Regions from separate parts of the Sus scrofa genome. Here region 2 is linked to region 1. The links are chromatin contacts, called in public HiChIP or PLAC-seq maps. All regions are on one chromosome and are shown on one strand. The core of a region is the stretch at or near the end of the contact, and the rest is flanking DNA. Distances in the headings are between cores, read along the strand shown.

What was found. HiChIP or PLAC-seq counts read pairs in DNA pulled down with a chosen protein or histone mark.
Region 2: a contact with region 1 is called in an H3K27ac HiChIP or PLAC-seq map of alveolar macrophages. The contact joins the promoter of EIF2S2 here to the promoter of CDK5RAP1 in region 1. A contact is called at or near these places in 1 of 47 Hi-C or Micro-C datasets (heart right ventricle) and 1 of 2 datasets of contacts at active chromatin or transcription factors (alveolar macrophages).

Annotation. Positions count from the first base shown.
Region 1 is chr17:36,910,070-36,912,633 of Sscrofa11.1, forward strand. It overlaps CDK5RAP1 (CDK5 regulatory subunit-associated protein 1), which reads right to left and starts at 1,275. Exons shown (of 13, transcript XM_013985267.2): 1 at 1,009-1,275.
Region 2 is chr17:37,568,975-37,571,538 of Sscrofa11.1, forward strand. It overlaps EIF2S2 (eukaryotic translation initiation factor 2 subunit 2), which reads right to left and starts at 1,295. Exons shown (of 9, transcript XM_001929150.6): 1 at 1,120-1,295. The coding sequence starts at 1,134. It also overlaps a transcript of ASIP not described here.

The DNA.
Region 1 (2,564 bases), core at 25-2,524:
TACATTCTTCATATCTCCCATTCTAGAACATGACAGGTGTTTTACACGTAAAATGACATGTGGCCTGTTACTTCTCCAACCTAATCACTTGCCATATGTGGCACCAGCACTTCGGGCAGGAACAATGCCAACCTACTTTCAAGTGACAGAGAACAGCACACTTCTACTGTGAGCTATAAAGTCAACTCTTTCTGCCCTTTAACTTGTGTGACCTTGGGCAAGTCAAATTCATGTCTCTGGGCCTCCAATTCCACCTCTATAAAATAAGGATAAAAATACCTCTCAGAGGTGGTGAGACATAAAGGCATAACTTAATTGCACATCTGCAGCCCATGCCCCCTTTAAGGGTGGGCAAAGAGCATTGTGGTTAAGACCCTAAAATCAGAGTCTGACCCATCTTTGGCCTGGCCAGGTATCTTTGAACACCTGGAAGCTTCTTAAGTTCTGGGAGCTTCCACTTCCTCATGTGTAAAATGAGAAAAATAGTATCTATTATAGAACCTATCTCCGTGTCTGTTGTGAGGATCAAATGTGGTAACATAAATAAAATGCTCGCCTAGCACAACGTAGGGGCCTCTGTGGGGCCCAACATAAATCGGCAGTCGACAAAAACGATGAGACAACAGCCTTGTCTCAATATAAATAAGCAATAAAGCAGCCTATACATCTTACTGGGTGACTACAATGTGTCAGAAGCGGTATTGAGCGCTTCACGTGGATTATCCTATTTAATCCTCACACAACCAGGAGGCAGGTTCTATCACCGCCACTTCACAGGTGACAAAGCTAAGGCTGGAGGGGAAGAGGGGTGACTTGGCCAAGATCACAAATGAGTAAGCAAGGGGCTAGGGTGCGAATTACAACAGTCTGATTCCAGAGAACGCGCCATAACCACTGCTCTATCCTCCCCTTGAACACCGCGCATTCCTGGGGCCCCCCTGCCCCTCCAGCTCCATACGCGGCCCGTGGGCCTGGGCACAGGCCACTTTCTCCCGGGGCACCGCTCACCTCCCGCAGTCAGAGTGACTGGCGTCTAACGGCTGAAGAACCTCTCAGCTGCCCCAGATCCCGGTTCAGCAGTCTGCGACTGCGCACGCTCACGCGCAACTTCCGTTCCTCCGCGATTTCGGTCCGGGATGTTCCGGCGGAAGTGCGTTACTGTGCCCTCCGGGTGGGTCCAAGCTCCCGGCCTGGAAGTCCCTGCGCTGAACCGTTTGATAACTTCTATCCGGCGTGCAGCAACGACGCGCTTGAAATGTGGTGAATGCAAATTAAATGTGTTCTAAATATAAAATACACACCGGATGTCTAAGAAGGAATGCAGCCTGTCTCGTCAATAATTTTATATTGATTATGTACTGAGATAATATTTGGAATTTGGAAGGCTAAATATATTATTTTAGTTTCACCTATGGAGTTCTCTTGTGGCGCACAGATTTAGGATCCCGCCTTGTCACTGCAGCGGCTTGGGTTGGTGCTGTGGCACAGGTTCCATCCCTGGCCTGGAAAATTCCACATGCCGTGGTTGCAGGGGGAAAAAAAAAGAAAAAAAATAGTTTCACCTGTTTCTTTTTACTATTTTAATGTGACTGCTGCTTTTCAGGGCTGCACCTGCAGCATATGGAAGTTCCCAGACTAGGGGTTGAATCAGAGCTGCTGCTGCGGGCCACAGCCACAGCTACAGCCACAGCCACACAGAATCCAAACTGCATCTGTGGCCTATACCACAGCTAATGGCAACACCAGATTCTTAACCCACTGAGCCAGGCCAGGGATCTAACCCAAGTCCTCATGGATACTAGTCCAGTTCATTACTGCTGAGCCACTACAGGAACTCCGACTACTGGGAAATTTTTAATTATGTGGCTCATTTTCTATTTCTATTGCATACTGCTGTGTTATGGGTTAAAGCATGAACTCCCCCTGGAGTTACAGACCCCTACTTCCCCTGCCTACCAGGTACATCCCCTTGAGTGCCTATCGACCATCTCTAACTTAATACAAAACTCTAATTTCTCACACACATCCTCATGCAAAACCTGTGCCTGCCCAGTCTTGCCCATCTCAATAAATGACCCAAACATCCTCCCAGTTGCAGTAGAGGAACCTGAGTCATTTTTGTTCCCTCTCCCTCAGCCTCTGCACTCAGTCTATCTGCAAGTTCTGTCAACTCTATTTCTAAAATATCTCAAATCTGGAGTTCCCATCATGGCTCAGTGGTTAACAAACCCGACTAGCATCCATGAGGATGAAGGTTCAATCCCGTGCCTCTCTCAGTGGGTTAAGGATCCGGCATTGCCGTAAGCTGTGGTGTAGGTCACAGATATGGCTCGGATCCCATGTTGCCGTGGCTGTGGTGTAGGCTAGCAGCTATAGCTCCGATTCGACCCCTAGCCTGAGAACCTCCATATGCCATAGGTGCAGCCCTAAAAAGACAAAAACATAAAAATAAAATATCTCAAATCTTTCCACTTCCCATTCTTCCCCTTCTGCAACTCCAGCCCAGGCCACCATCATCTCCTCACAAACAGTTGCAATAAGGGAGTTCCCACTGTGGCTCAACT
Region 2 (2,564 bases), core at 45-2,544, 660 kb after region 1:
AACAAGATCCAAATTCCTTAATTTGGTCTTCAAATCTCTCTATGAACTAGCCAGTATCTATATTTCAACGGATTAACTCTAACCCAATTGGAGAATACACTATATTTTGTAAGCACACTTACTTGCCCTAACCACTCCCTTGCCCTGGCTTCAGGCCTTCCCACTACTTGAGGAAATTTAAAGCATTTCCAAGGCCCACCTTAAAGCCAAAACTCAAAAAAGCCTCGAATTTTTCTTTTTCCTTCTCTACAACGCCTTAGAGGCCAAGCACTCGGAATGTTTACAGTGAATTATAAACTCAAGAGATTTTTTTTTTTTTTTGGTGGAGAAAGCTGGCCGGTAAGCGGTAGCTCTTCCCTCAGTGTTAATAACTACGGATAGCACTTAAAGTCAAATTTCACTTTAAGTCTGGTTTTATATAAACCGAGATAAATCTAGCCAAAAGGGATTTGAGGAAATGTGCTGAGTTACAAGGACGATAGTAGAAAAAGATCCAGGCAGCTTCGGAGCCCGAACTTCCCGCTGACGTCGCAGTGAGCTCTGCTGAGAAAGGCTCAGGGACTCAGGCCCTAAAACTTTCCGAGGTTAATCACTTTTTCAGGCTGAAAGATCTTTTCCTATCTCCCTCGCTTCCCGGTCTTTAAAAAGAAAAGTTATTAATAACGCTCTAGATGAGAAAAGGAGTGGATGAGGGGTAGGACAAGCCAGGCTGCAAAGTTTTAAACGAAGACGCTCCGAGACGTTCCTCTCGGCACCACCAGCGCCCAGCGAGGGAGAGCTGGAGCTGAAGCGTCAAACCGAAAGAAATGCTGGGGCTGCCAGTCCCAGTCTCGTTCAGCTGGGGCATTAACCCAACATTCAAGCCCTCTTCTGGAGAGCGACTCAACGTGCTCTCCAATCCGGAAACGCCGGCCTCAGCGCCGCCGCCCTGACGAGAGCGGGGCTAAGCCAAGCCGCGGCTCCGGGGCTCTAACCGGCTCTACCGCTCAGGGTCGCCTAGGCCCGGCAGCCCCACATGGCGGCGGCCGGTCGCTAGGCCGCAGGCCCGGTCTCCCACACTGGGGTGAGTTTGGCTCCCTGCCTCGGTCCTTAGCCCTAGCGCCAGCCTCAGGCCCTCACCTCGTCCCCGGACATGGCTGCGGCTCGAGTGGGCTCAACACAGACGGAAAGTCGGACGGGTCAGCCTCAGACCCCGGCTTCAGAGCTGCTCCTGCCGATACCTCTCTCACCACCGCACTAGGATCTTGCATCAGCGAAAGGGAACGACACCCCGCCCTCTCCTCGCAAGCGTTAGAAATGCGCCTGCGCAGAGCCCGCCAACGCGCAGGCGCGCGGAGAAGCCGACCTAATTCGCTCCGACTGGCGCGAGTTACCAGGCGACGTTCCAGCGCCAGGCAAGCCGGGACTTGTAGTCCGCCCGGGAGAGGAGGGCGCCTGCGCGGCGGCCGCCCAGCGACCCGTGCGCGTGCGCGACGTCTGAGGCAGCGGGGCAGGAAGGTTCCATTTCCCCGGTAGTGACTTTTACTTCAGTTTTTCCAGGCGTACGGAACTGTGCAGTTCTGCCTTGCTTGTGGAGTGAATTCGGGGCAGTTCCTCCTGGGTCAGGGTGGTGGGTAAGGCACTCAGTAATATGAATTTGTTGGGGCTTTAGTTTTCTCTGATAGCTCCATCATGCCCCCTCTGGAGTGTTCTAGTCTTTGAGAAACTCTAAGTTGGGGCTAAAGGTGCGCACCTCTCTAAGGGGTTGTACTTCATGAGAAATCTAACCCAACAGGCTGGATTTCAGCTTGGGAGGTCGGAAACCAAAAGCCTTCTCCCTGTAGACGGGAGAGGAGAAACGGCTTGGCAAGAGGCATATGTCAGGAAACATCAAAATCCTTGTTTGTGAAGTCTCTGCTTGAACCCTGTGGATGCAGTTCCCCTTGACACATAATAATAGCAGTTACCCTTCAGCAGGCTCTCACTGTTGTCAGTGCCCTACAGCCAAAGACCACGGAGAACACCCCTGAATTTGAACAAAGCTGGGCCTTTTGTCTTCTTGCAAGGAGGGGAGGCACACCATGAGGCACAGAGGGGCATCTCAGGAAGAGGGTGCTAGAAAGAATTCATAGGAGTTCTTTTGGAGGGGCTTTTGTAGGTAATTTGGGGGAGGGTACAAGGAAGCAGCCCTTCTCTCTGGATTGGATGCTATTAGGAGATGGTGGTATTTCTATGACGGGGTATTTTTTTTCTATTTATGGCCACCCTTGTGGCATATGGAAGTTCCCAGGCTAGGGGTTTAATCAGAGCTGCAGCTGCCGGCCTACACCACAGCCACAGCAACGCAGGATCCGAACCAAGTTTGTGACCTACACCCCACCTTACAGCAACACCAGATCTTTAACTCACGAGCGAGTCAGGGATTAACCCGCATCCTCATGGATGCTAGTTGGGTTCGTTAACCACTGAGCCATGACGTGAACTCCAAGGATGGGGTGTTTTAATAGTTCTTATCTAAAAGTGGAGAAGAACCAAGAGTGGCTAAAGCTATGATTGGTTTAAAAGGAGCAGCCCCTCTTATGGTT